Linked DNA regions of Ovis aries: region 1 is linked to region 2. A link is a contact called in public Hi-C data. All regions are on one chromosome and are shown on one strand. Each heading gives the region's core, a stretch centred on a gene start, on an enhancer-like site or on the middle of the called end of the contact. The rest is flanking DNA. Distances are from core to core; before and after follow the strand shown. Region 1 overlaps SMAD3 (SMAD family member 3). Region 2 has its middle 98 kb from the start of TRNAS-GGA.

Region 1 (6,735 bases), core at 1,627-4,126, 230 kb after region 2:
CTCTCTCTCTGGCTCTGGGAAGACTGACACCAAATCAGAAGCCACTCCGACGCATCTGTGTGCTTGCTGCTGGATCTTCTAAATGGCCCCCACCCACCCTTTTCTCAAATGTCTTGCAGGAGACAAACTGTGACCAGCACCCCCTGCTGGATTGAGCTGCACCTGAACGGACCTTTGCAGTGGCTTGACAAGGTCCTCACCCAGATGGGTTCCCCTAGCATCCGCTGTTCCAGCGTGTCTTAGGGACACTGCGAGCGAAGAGGGAGGGGAGGGAGGGTGGATCTGGGGAAGAGGGCCATGTAGGAGGTGGAGAAATCAGAACTCAACTCACTGGTGTCAAAGAAGAAATTTTTCTCCCTCAACTAAAGTGGCATCAGCCTGTTTTCCAAAACTCGAAAGCAAACCCAGAGGTGGATTTCTAGGAACAGCTGTCTGCTTAACACGTTGGCCCTTCGGCCCCGCTATGAAGGGTAAGAAATGGCTTCTGCTCTGGCGGCGTAAGCAGACAGGTAGTGTTTCACCACCTGCCGCTCCCCTGGTCCCCTTCTTTCTTAAAGACAGCAAACTGAGACGTCACTGCCCAACAGGAATTGGCCCCCTGGTTAGGACTGGACTGTGGACTTTGCCTTGGGTGCTCTGGGCAGGGAGAAACCTGCAAGGGTCTGAGCACACCACGGGCCCAGCCCTCCCCTTCCACTGAATATTCCCAAACCCCAGTAGGAGCAGACCGTGTACCTGGGCGCTGAATTGACTTGCGGCGGGAAAGGGGCTCGTCTGTCTCCACCTCTCTGAGCCTACTGATGGTGTCCACAATCGAGCACGTAGGGACCGGTGGCAAGAGGTGGTAAGACACCTCTTCTTTAAAAATGATCTTAAATTTGCCCTCATTTTCAGCAGTTGACAGGATCTGTTGAGGCTCAGCGCATATGCGGCATACAGTTTGTATCATCCTGTTAATCTCACAAGAGATCCGAATCACAGTGTTCCCAGGAGGTAGCTGTCCATGAGGTGTGCGAGGGTGTCCGGTCACCTGTAAGAGCTCGCTCCGCTTTCTCATGCATTTGGTTATATTGGTTGGTATAGTCAGTTGCGTTAATTAAGTGAACTGTATCGTATGTTCTTTTAAACATTTGATTAAAAAAAAAAAACACCCCGGTTGACACTGACTGGGAAACCAGAGTGGGACCCAGCAACTTCTCTCCCAAAGTGAAGCTTTTTCTAGGTTTTGTTAAGACACCTGCCAGTACTTTTGGAAGCTGAAATTGACAGAAGCAAATTCATCAAGAAAAGATCTCAGGCCGACAAAGACAAATAAAAGGGCTATTAAAAAAATTATCTTTACACCTTTGAAAACTGCAGAATTGGTGCGAAGAGGTCTGTCATCTTTCCCCTGAGGTATGAGATTCTCTAGCTCACGGCAGAGGCCCGTCAGTGACAACTCTAGCAGTTAGAATGTGTAGTAAGTATTGCTCTTTGTGGCAATTAGTGAGGAAACTACTACAGATTTTTTCAACTGGAAAAAAAAGAGCCCCCTTATACTGACCTTTTGCAGAATACAGCAGATGGAATTGTCACTTGCAATTGGTACTTTATTCTTTGCTGCTGTTTTTTATATGAAATGACTTATCCCATATTTTTTGCATGGTTTTCTACCAGGAAAAATAAAGGGATTTCCTATGGAAGTCCTGTATTATTCCAGGTGAAGGGAAGAAAGTTGTGTACTTTTGGCAGGTATAAACCTCAAATGTGATGACATTTGTGATGCTGTGTGGAGACGCTGGATGCTTCCTGGTGCCTTGCTCGCAGGACCCTAGGCCTCAGAAGCTCCAGCCCCAAAGTCCAGGTAGGAGGGCTGCTCACCATGCCTCCAGAGGACACAGGAGCAGACAGGAGCGCCTTGCCAGACCTGGACTACACACAGGGCTGCAGAGTCCAGAGACACCACACAGCCCCTCACTCCACCTGAGGCCAGATGCTGTGGGTCTGAAGTTTCTGCCTGGTGTGAAATGATCGTGGACTGCTTCTTACAGATACAAGAAATCGTCTGAACCTCCTGGATGTGTGTTTCTGCTCCCGGTCAGCTCTGAGACCGGTGGTATGGCTTCTAACTTCAGTTCGGCCTTGGCTGGAGCCGTCGCAGTGCCCCCACTAAAACCCACGGGGAGCAGTCTCCAGGGGCCCGTGATCTCCTGTGAGCACTTCCTGCGGCACACAGCTGTCCTCCAGGTACAGCCCAATTTGGGTGATCTGGTTGGTCACGTCTGGCCGCATCTGGATGGCGTCTTAGAACCCACAATGCTGAAAGCTAAAGAATCCTTCTAGGAGGCATGGAGTTTTGTGTTTTTTCCCAAAAGCTACTTCCTTGGCCTTTTTTCTTTATAACTAGACTGCTGAAGGAGGACGGGTGAGGAAGAAGTGGGGAAGACCACGTTCAGTACCCTTCAAAAGAAAATTTGGTTGTACCTAGAGGTTAGGATCTGGTTTCATTCCCATCATAGAGGCTGCGTAAGTGGCTTTGAGGCATGTGTAATATTAGTGTCCTACAAGTCATAAAAAGTAGTTTTAAAACCCTATTGCATAAAGGCATCTATACATTGAAAGACAGGACAGGTGAAGGGGCAGGAGGAGGGCAGTTCTCGGGGGTGATGGCAGCTGCTGGAGAGTGCTTTTGGTGTCACTGTCCGGGCTCCCTGCCAGGCCACCTTCACCTTGCGGCAATGCTGACCTGGGTGTAGCTACAGCGCAGGGGCCCTAGACCCTGGCCTCGGCACCTCCCCCGGGAGCCAGCTTCTGTTCCCTTTCCTCTCCTCCCACACCCTCCCCACTCCTAACTTTATTTAGTACTGGGAGCCTTCCAGCGCAAGTAGGTAGCCGCCCTGGCAGTTCGGGTTACAGGCCTGTGCTGGCACGTCATCTCTGCTGGCCACCTTCCTGGCAGGCTGCAGACCTGACATTTCGAGACAAACCCAGAGTCAGGAGCGGGGACTTTGACTCTTAGGAGGAACAGACAGGAGGGCAAGGCTGCTGGCAGACTTTTCCATTGTCCTTATGTTGTCTGTGAGGTTTTTTTTTTAATCGTCCGTGGTGATTATTTTTTTTAAATCATTGTTAACGTATTGGAATGGGCTGTAGCACATATCTTGTGCTTCAGTTTGTTTTTCTCCATCTCCCTCTGGCTTCCTGGAGTTTGGACATATTCCAGGGCTAAATGCTTTTACTCAAACCGCAGAAAAAAGTTTTCTTGAAGTACTGTGTGCATGTCATGCACTTGGGGAGAAGGCAGAGATCTGATTTCATTTGCAGCCCCAAGCTGCCATTGCTGAGGCTCTGAGGACCTCTGCGGGGCCAGAGCTCCCATCAGGCCACGCTCTGCAGTCTGTAAGAGGAGGGAGGGACAGGACTTGGCATGCTGCTCCTACGACTGTTTATCAAGGGGCTTACCAGTGGCTAGAGGGCGCATGTTTGGTTCTGAACCCTGTATCTCACTGTGACTTCAGGTGGCATTGTTTGGAGTTTTCTCCCTAATCTACATCTTTGCTAGAAGAAAACCTCAACATAGTCGTGTCACTTTGGTGTGGTATAGGTGTTCCCTTCCAGAACCTTCCTTCAAGTAACAGTCTTGGAGGAGTATCAGCCACTTCTCGAGTGGGTAGGAAAGCAGAAAAATGTATGGATCAAAACTGAAGAGGCATCTCTGATGGGAGAGTCGGGAGATGACTTGCTATACAAGCAACCTTTCAGAAACACGGCTATCACAAAGAAAAACTCATGTATTGTGTAAACTGGATTGAGAAATTCTCTCAAGTGATCCTGTAAATTTTTTTTTTTTTTAATGCTGAAGTAATGTACACTCGAGCATTCTGGTGTTTTTATATTTATGTAATAATTTCTTAAAACCAAGACAGATAACTATTTAATTTTGGAAGAAAGTTGGAAACGGCTCTCCTCCCGAGAACAGTGGCTTGGGAAGAGACGGGCCACAGTGCCTCTGGGCTTGGCCCCCAGAGCCACCAACCCAGGCTGGCTCCCTGTGTGGCAGCATGTGAACACAGGCAGCTAGCTCAGGCAAACACAGGCCCGTCCACAGGGGCCTCTGAACCCAGCCCCTCTCCCTTCCCAGGGGCGAGAACTCTACAGAGGGCTGGAGCCACCTGCCCCCAAGAAGCCTTCATTCACCTTCAGTGCTGCTGTTGCAACTAGGCTGTCCTGGGCGGGACTCCTGCTTGGGTGGGGAAGAGAATGGAGGATGCTGATTACCTTCCCTTCTCAGCCAGCCTGACCTTTTAATACCTTTGTAAAAAGCATGTATGTATTTATAGTGTTTTAGATTTTTCTAACTTTTGTATCTTAAGAGCTGAGCACCTGTTTAAGCATTGTACCCCTATTGTTAAATGTGTCCTCTCTCCCCTCTCTTCCTCCTGTAAGTGCCCTTCTAATAAAACTTTTCATTGAAAAGCACCTGGGCTGGAAGTGCACACTCATTCTCGCTGCCATGTCTGGCTGGAGAGTTTAAAGGGCCTGGGGCCTTCAGGGAAGAGAGTCTCTGAGCCTAGGTGCGCCAGGTCCCATTCTGCCACTGCCCAGATTCACTCACCGAGGGCAGCGTGCAGTGAGGGCGGGGGCTTCCGGCTCCGGCACATCTCCCAGCGGTGCTGCCTCCAGGCTGTCAGTCTCTGCTCACTTCCACTGTGTCTGAAAGCCGCTGGCCAGTGACTGCAGGTCACCAGATTAGTCTCACCGCAGGCGTGGAGGTAAGTTTCAGACTCCTAAAGAAGTCGGTTTCTGCCAACTTTCCAGCTCTGGTGACTTAGCTCCTGTGGAAATTCATTTTAAATTTCAAACCCCCAAGGAGAAAGAGACTTCGAAATGGCTCCCCTGGCTAAGTCGTACATTGACCTGAGATAATGTGGATTAAGAAAAAGGATGATTAGAATGAGCAAACCATCTGGGGAAAGCAGAAGAGAGCTGGAATCATTCTCCAGCTGGGTCACTTCCTTCTAAGGATGTCACCAGAGTCCGAGTACTCGCTATCCCAGGAGGGAGGCGGACTTCACAGGAACGGCACCTGTGAGTCTGTAGGTCTGCCCTCCATGAATGATCACATTCCTACCTTCATTGTTATCTGGCCAGTTCCAGCCTCCTACCCGTAAATAACTTTCCTCAAGGTTTTATCTAGTCGATTTCTCAGCAAATGACTCTCAGATCCATTCCTCTAACCAGCCTGTCCCTGAGCTCCACAACTTTAACTCCAGACGCCTGTTAAACATGAGCCAGACAACACCCCAACTGAATCATCGTCCACCTTGCCCAAGCAAACTCCCTTTCCTGAGCAAACCTCCTTTCCTGACTCCCAGTGTTTATTGGAGCCTCACCTCCAGGCCTCCTCCCCACACCCAAGTCGTGAGCGTTTCTTTTCCTTGCTCCCCACGTACCTCTACAGCCGCCCCTGTGGACCAAACCTCCCTTTTGGAAAGGCCCTGAGCGTCCGGCTTCCCCTGGACCCTCTTGCACAAGCTCTTCTCAGGCCTGCACCTCCCCCTTCCATGGTGGTGCACCCAGACCATGGTACGTACCCTGGGTATTCCTCCCTCACAGAGCTCGCCTACCCGTGTGATTGCAAGCCACATATATGTTCAAGACTCCCAGATCAGTACTTCTAGCCCAGACATCAACCCCGAGCCTCAGACTCACATCCAACAGCTTGGTACAAGGAGGTGCCACCAGTACCTCAAGGGGTTAGTTGCTCAGTCATGTCCGACTCTTTGAGGCCCCATGGACTCTAGCCCGCCAGGCTCCTCTGTCCATGGAATTCTCAAGGCAAGAATACTGCAGTGAGTTGCCGTTCTCTTCTCCAGGGGATCTTTCTGACCCAGGGATTGAACTCCTGACTCCTGCATTGCAGGCAGATTCTCTACTGTCTGAGCCACCAGAGAAGCCCAAAATTCAATACCTCAGAACTCAGTTAAAAAGAACAATTTATCCTTGCCCTCACTGAACCATCTTCAACCCTCTTTTGTCACAGCCCTTTACCCAGCCCACGGCCATGAAGTCACAGTCGTCCACCGCTCCCTTGTGCCCCATGTCTGACCAGTCCTGGCCCTCCACTCACAGTCCTGTGCCCCAGGCTCTCCAGCACCTGGACAACGGCCCAGCTTCCTAACCGCTCCCCCAGCCTCCAGCCTGTGTCCCTGTAACTGCATCATCCACAGTGATCCAAGGACCTCCCTGACCTCGGACGGCCCCACAGTCCACAGCACAAAATTCTAAGGCCTTTGACATGAACCTCGTGACCCTTGGCAGCCAGGCCCCATCCAGCTCGCCACCTCGCCCCTGCACCCCAGCACCATGGTGACACAGTTCCTCACTTACCACACCAGGATCCCTGACCGCTCTACTTGCAATGGCCAACGCCTCCTCCCCAGTCTACACCCTGCTCCCTGCTACCCCACCTGACACACCAGCAGTTCACCTGGCTAAACTCCCCTAATGCGTCGAGACTCACTTCAGAAAGGAAGCCTTTCGTGAACCTGCCTATCACCAGGGAGTCAACTTGTGTGAACTGTCTACCCGTCTAAGCTGAGTTCCTTGAAAGTAGTGTCTACATCTTATTCTCGTATCCTGTTTCTTTTGGCAATCACATATTTTTGCTGAATTATGAACTGGTGCCCATATTATAGTAGACTTTACCGTAGCAATATCTTTTCCATCCATTTTCACATTATCCTGTATGTGCGT
Region 2 (6,994 bases), core at 3,900-6,399:
AGAAGCCTACAAAGCCATGGGTGACTCCAGAAATGAGTCCCAAGTAGAAACCCAGATGGTCGGGAGATCTAGGGAAGATCTTCCAGAAAGCACATGGGGGCGGGGGGCTTCCCTGGTGGCTCAGTGGTGAAGGATCCGCCTGCCAATGCAGGAGACATGAGTTCGATCCCTGGCCTGGGAAGATCCCACATGCTGCAGAGCAACCAAGTCTGTGCACCACAACAATTGGTATTGAGCTTGTGCACTGGAGCGGAGCCGCAACCACTGAGCCCGTGCACTATAGAGCCTGGGCTCCCCAACAAGAGAAACCACAGCAATGGGAAGCCGTGTACCACAAACAGAGGAAGGCCCACACAGCAGTGAAGACTCAAGCCGTAAATCAATAAGATCATTTCTGAAGGAAAGAGTTTATCAGACACAGATTCACAGACTTTGAGAATGAGCTTATAGTTGGCCGGGGGGAAGCATAGTGGGAAGGGGCAGTGAGGGAGTTTGGGATGGACATGTGCACACTGCTGTATTTAAAATGGGTAACCAACAAAGACCTACTGTATACTACACGGAACTCTGCTCAGTGTCGTGTGGCAGCCAGGATGGGAGTGGGGCTTGGATGAGAATGGATACATTTATATGTATAGATGAGTCCCTTTGCTGTTCATCTGAAACTGTCACATTTTTTATTAATCAGCTATACTCAAATACAAAATAAAGTTTTAAAAAAAGAGTTTATTCCTTAAAAAAAAAAAAAAAAGAATACACGTGGGCTAGACCCTCGTTTTCCCCAGAGGCCCCAAGTAGGAGGAACTTGCATCAGGCCACATCACTGGGACCAGAGGTGGCTCCATCCCCCCGTCAGAACAAGCCTCCCACATTAAGTGATGTCTGTCTCTAGGGCTCTTCCATCCGGCCTGCCCGCACCTGGAGCACCGACATGCAGCTCTCAACCCCTGCCTCGTGGGCAATGGGATCAGATCACCCTGTTGTTTGGGAGCACAGTCTCTCTAGGCTCTGGAAGCTGATGGACCTGGGTCTGAGTCTCTGACCCCACTTTATTAGCTGAGTGACCCTGGGCAAGAGTCCTCACCTCTCTGAGACTCAGTTTACGTGTCTACAAAATGAGGATAATACTAGAAGTCAGCTCATGGGATTTGGGGAAGTTTAAACTAACTAAAAAGGAGTCCATCAAGGCTGTATATTGTCACCCTGCTTATTTAACTTATATGCAGAGTACATCATGAGAAACACTGGGCTGGAAGAAGCACAAGCTGGAATCAAGATTGCTGGGAGAAATATCAATAACCTCAAATATGCAGATGACACCACCCTTATGGCAGAAAGTGAAGAGGAACTAAAAAGCCTCTTGATGAAATTGAAAGAGGAGAGTGAAAAAGTTGGCTTAAAGCTCAACATTCAGAAAATGAAGATCATGGCATCTGGTCCCATCACTTCATGGCAAATAGATGGGGAAACAGTGGCAACAGTGTCAGACTTTATTTTTTGGAGCTCCAAAATCACTGCAGATGGTGATTGAAGTCATGAAATTAAAGGACACTTACTCCTTGGAAGGAAAGTTATGACCAACCTAGATAGTATATTGAAAAGCAGAGACATTACTTTGCCAACAAAGATCCGTCTAATCAAGGCTATGGTTTTTCCAGTAGTCATGTATGGATGTGAGAGTTGGACTGTGAAAAAAGCTGAGCGGTGAAGAATTGATACTCTTGAACTGTGGTGCTGGAGAAGACTCTTGAGAGTCCCTTGGACTACAAGGAGATCCAACCAGTCCGTTCTAAATGAGATCTCATTGGAAGGACTGATGCTGAAGCTGAAACTCCAATACTTTGGCCACCTGATGCAAAGAGCTGACTTATTGGAAAAGACCCTGATGCTGAGAAAGATTGATGGCAGGAGCAGAAGGGGATGACAGAGGATGAGATGGTTGGATGGCATCACCGACTCAATGGACGTGAGTTTGGGTAGGCTCTGGGAGTTGCTGATGGATAGGGAGGCCTGGTGTGCTCCAATTCATGGGGTCGCAGAATCGGACACGACTGAGCAACTGAACTGACTGAAATGAACTAATATACAAAATTTATGACACAGCGCCTGGCCATTCACCCAGTGGTAGATTGGTAATACTAATTGTTAGCATTACAGTAACAGTTATTCTTTTCATTGAGTCCTTGCTCTTGGCCACAGAGGCACTGCAGGAGGACTCTGAAGGCCTGGCTTAGAGGACCGCTCAGCACTGTCTCACTCGATGTGTGACCTCAGTTTACCCATCTGTGAAGTCAGGTAAGTACTTCCACTCTGCCTGTGTTTCCAAGGTGGTTGCAATATTCAAGAGATGTCTAAGTGCTGAAAACTAACTATTCTGGTAGACTCAGAGGTGACCATCCACTTCCCTGTCCAGGTTGCTGCCAGGAGTAGGGCCAGTAGTCAGATGGTCTCCAAATGTCAGCGCCTTCCACTGGCCTCAGCTGCAGACTTGCCCGGTTCAAGGTCACGTCCTCCTCAGGGGCAGGTTGCAGCCAGGGACGGAGCAAGCTGGGGGCATAAAGACCAGCCATATGGGTCCATCTGGGACAGTCTGATGGGCACTGGCAGAGCCTTCATCATTAGACCTACACTGCGGTTCCCTCCTCTCTGCCTGCTCTCCTTCCATTTTCTCTCTCACGTGTTGAGCCTTAATAACATCTTTTTTAAAAAATCTGAAGTGTAGCTGATATACAATAGAAGTTGCAAGTGTACGACATACTAATTCACAATTTTTAAGTTATACTCCATTTATAGTTATTCTAAAGTACTGGGTATATTCCCTATGTTGGGCAACATATTCTTGTGGCTTCCTCTATACAAAATATTTTAAGTCTCTTAGTCCCCTACCCTTTTATTTTTCCCTCCCTTCTTTCCTCCACCCACTGGTAACCCCTAGTTTTTTCTTTATATCTAAGTCTTTCTCTTCCATTATATTCAATAGTTTGTCGTGTTTTTTAAATTCCACACATAAGTGATATATAAGTTTATTTTTGTCCAGTTTATTTCATAATAATAGCATAATACCCTCCAAGTCTACCTATGTTGCTGCAAATGGCAAATTTTTTTTCATTTTTATGGTTGAGTAGTATTCCATTGTGTGTGTGTGTGTGTGTATTATATATATGTCACACCTTTATTCACTCACCTGTTGATGAACACGGGTTGTTTCAGTATCTTGGCAATTTTAAGCAATACTGCTATGGACATTGCGGTGCATGTATCTTTTCAAATTAGTGATTTCAGGTTTGTTTTTTTAAAAATATATACCCAGGAGTGGGATTTCTGGGTTATATGAAAAGTTATGACCAACCTTGATAGCATATTCAAAAGCAGAGACATTACTTTGCTGACTAAGGTCCGTCTAGTCAAGGCTATGGTTTTTCCTGTGGTCATGTATGGATGTGAGAGTTGGACTGTGAAGAAGGCTGAGTGCCAAAGAATTGATGCTTTTGAACTGTGGTGTTGGAGAAGACTCTTGAGGGTCCCTTGGACTGCAAGGAGATCCAACCAATCCATCCTGAAGGAGATCAGCCCTCGTGTTCTTTGGAAGGAATGATGCGAAAGCTGAAACTCCAGTGCTTTGGCCACCTCATGCGAAGAGTTGACTCATTGGAAAAGACTCTGATGCTGGGAGGGATTGGGGGCAGGAGGAGAAGGGGACGACAGAGGATGAGATGGCTGGATGGCATCACTGACTCGATGGACATGAGTCTGAGTGAACTCCGGGAGTTGGTGATGGACAGGGAGGCCTGGCGTGCTGCAGTTCATGGGATCGCAAAGGGTCGGACACGACTGAGCGACTGAACCGAACTGAACTGATGGTAGTTCTCTTTTTAGGTTTTTGAGAACCCTCCACACTGTTCCGCAGTGGCTGCCCCAGTTTACATTCCCACCAACAGTGTGCAAGGGTTCCCTTTTCCCCACATCCTCACCGTTTGTTATTTGTGTTCTTTTTGACGGTCAGCATTCTGACAGAGATGAGATGATAACTCTGTGGTTTTGATTTGCATTTCGCTGATGATTCTCAATGTGGAGCATCTTTTCATGTGCCAACTGAGCTTCTGCATGCTCTCTCTGGAAAAATGTTCAGGTCTTCTGCTTATTTCCTTGATGAAGTTGTTTGGTTTTTGTGATGATGTGTTGTATGAACTATGTACATGTTTTGAATATCAACCCCTTTGGTCATATCATGTGCAAATATTTTCTCCCATTCAGTAGGCCATCTTTCATTTTGTTAATGGCCTTCATAACATCTTGCATAACGCTGACCTCTGCTACTCACAATGAAATGAGAAAAATTGAGATGATATAGCAAATGTAGGAAAGTGATTATGCTTATCGTAATTTCTTTCCTTGCTATTAACATGACTACATGGTACTGATATCAGATTGTAGGGTTTAAAATATATATATTTACTTGGCAAAAGAGCAAACAAAAGGAGCTACACATCTTCAAAATCTAGGTCTGGGGATCACCGACAGATCCCGAATCACTCAAGCAGGCTCCTCCCTATGCCTCTGGCCAAGATGCCAGATCACAGGGGAATTAGCTGACTGCTGACCTCAGCCTAGCAGCATACTGGGCTCCCTGGGCCCTGGCCATGTCTGAAATAGCTGATGGCTTGCTGATGGCCCTTCCTGGGCCCTTGGCCCCTCTGTAGATTAAGCTGTAGGTGGGTGTGCCCACAGTGAAATTCTCAGAGAATTTGAAGAGGAAGGGCTGGTAAGGACAAGCCAAACTTCAGCACCTGCCCCTCAGCTCCCTTCCTCCTGTCCCACCAGAGGGGGTCAGGAGGGGGTCAACAGTGTCCCCCAAGACGAGCTGTGAGGCCCTGCATCATCACTTCTGGACTAATTGCCACCCTTCCCACCCACCAGGTGCCTGCCTGTGTGTCTCCCTGGCTCTGGGGCTGCTACTAAAGACATGTTGCAGCAGCTTTACGAAGCGTGGCTCAGAACAATTTTACACCCCATTTGATTTATGTCCTGGGATTCGCTCCTCTCTGAGGCTCCCTCCCCCTGGAAAGAAGTGTGCGTCATCCAACCCGGCTCTCCTGCGCTCCCTCAGAGCCAGCGCCTGGGCCAGGAGGGGCCAGGCTGGGGCAGACCTTGGGTCCTGAGTGAGCGGTGCTGTGACCTGGCCCTCCTTCTGGACTTTCTCTGCAGGGGTCCCCACCCCAGGACGTTTGTGACTGAGACCTTCACAGGTGGCCTCAATTATGGCCAAAGACTCCAGAACAGGCAAAGCCCTTGGGGGATAGGGGAGTGACCTTTCCCTCTTCCCTCAAGGCCCTTCCGAAGGTCCCGTTGCCAGTGTGTGTGGCGGACCTGTCTTCCCTCTAGCAGTGGAGAGGGCAGGGTTGGCGTGGGGAGTCACCAGGCCAGCTGTGAGCCAGTCTTCCTGGCAGCAGGACCCGCTTCACTGGACTCTTTGTCCAGGCAGTGACGTTGACCTTGACTGAGGAATGGTAAGATAAAAACCCATTTGGGCCGCAACTTCCTTTATTACAACAGGAGGGGAGGGCAGGCTCAGAGAAGGACAATGATTTCCTGAAAGGCACACAGCCAGTGGGAGAGTCAGTGCTGGAACCCTGGCTTTACAACTCCAGGATTTCATCATCTTCACCCTAAGAGGCAAGATCATTTACAATCAGAGCATTTCATCCCTTCAGTCTTGAATGAATGCCTCCCAAGAGCCAGGCTTGGTGTTCAAAGAGCTTCCAGGTTTGGTAAACACATCCCTGGACTTGGATGTCTGCACGGGGAGGGATAGAAATACCTGCTTTGGGGACCCTTCTGGACTTTATCCTAAGTACCTGCTGTTCCTTGAAATGGCACCAGTAAATTTAAGTGTTTCCCCAAATTCTGTGAGCTGTTATAGCAAATTATTGATGCTGGGGAGAGGATCATGGGAACCCCTGATTTGTAGCCAAGTCAGACAGAACTGCGGGTCATCTGGACACCCATCACTTGGTGGTTAACGTCGGAAGTAGGGGCAGTCTTGTGGGACTGAGCCCTTAAAATGTGGGGCCTGCATTAACTCCAGGTAGTTAATGTCAGAATTAAATTAAATTGTAGTACACACAGTTGGTGTCCACAGAAAACTGGAGAATTTCTCGGTGTGGAAAATCCACACTTCGTGTCAAGAGTATTGTGAGTAGAGAAACTGTTTTTCTTTTACAGAGTGCCCTTGTGTTTGATGACCTTGACAGTTTTGAGGGGTACTGGTCAGGTAGACTGCAGGAGGTCCCCTTGCTGGAACTTGTCTACTGGTTTTCTCACAGTTAGACTGGGGTGATGTGTTTCAGGAAGGTGGCGTAGGTAAAGTGCTGTTTTCGTTGCTCCATACCATCAACATGATTTACTGTAGTTGATGTTGGCCTTGATCACCTGGCTGAAGCAGTCCTGGGGAGGTTTCTCCACTGTAGAGTTATTCATCTCCCCACCCACCCCTTCCACAGTGTGCTCTTTGGAAGAAAGTCTGTATGTGCAGCACACATGTAAACAGTGGGGAGCTGTGAGCCCTCTTCTTTAGAGTGGAGGATTTACGTAATTTATTTTAAAGCAACTTTCAGACATCCTATCATTTCAATCATAAATACTTCAGTATATGTCTCTAACAGATACAGACTTAAAAACCACACAAATAGCTGTAACCGTTATGCCAACCTACACCACTAATAGTGATTCTTCAGTATCATTTAATACCCGGGCCATATTTAGTCTTCCCTAATTGTCTAAAAAATATTTCTATGGTTGGTTTATTCAAATCAGGATCCAAACAATATTCACCCATTGTATTTGGCTAACATGCTGTTTAATGGGTTTCCATCTGTAAAGGTTTTCCCTCCTTTTTTTGGGTGTGTGTGTGTGTGTTGGGGGCGGGGGTTGTGCCTCTTATATCCTGAAGAGTTAGGGTCGGTTTTCCTAGAGAATTTTCTACGTTCTGGTCTTG

What was found. Hi-C and Micro-C count contacts between places; a contact is called where the count stands out from the background.
Region 1: a contact with region 2 is called in a Hi-C map of liver, with 4 times the contacts expected there. The contact joins two enhancer-like sites. A contact is called at or near these places in 2 of 16 Hi-C or Micro-C datasets (liver and tail adipose tissue).

The regions. Positions count from the first base shown.
Region 1 is chr7:13,990,680-13,997,414 of ARS-UI_Ramb_v3.0, forward strand. It overlaps SMAD3 (SMAD family member 3), which reads left to right. Exons shown (of 9, transcript XM_060418884.1): 9 at 120-4,458. The coding sequence ends at 243. It overlaps AAGAB (alpha and gamma adaptin binding protein), which reads right to left. Exons shown (of 10, transcript XR_009601420.1): 9 at 4,595-4,814. Among named protein-coding and RNA genes, the nearest start is that of AAGAB, 80 kb to the right of the region's middle. Within about 2 kb of position 2,877, at least 13 of the 54 cell types and tissues checked have an H3K27ac peak or open chromatin away from gene starts, as enhancers often do. A contact at or near this core is called in liver, where this site is marked.
Region 2 is chr7:13,762,887-13,769,880 of ARS-UI_Ramb_v3.0, forward strand. No RefSeq gene overlaps it. Among named protein-coding and RNA genes, the nearest start is that of TRNAS-GGA, 98 kb to the left of the region's middle. Within about 2 kb of position 5,150, at least 7 of the 54 cell types and tissues checked have an H3K27ac peak or open chromatin away from gene starts, as enhancers often do. A contact at or near this core is called in liver, where this site is marked.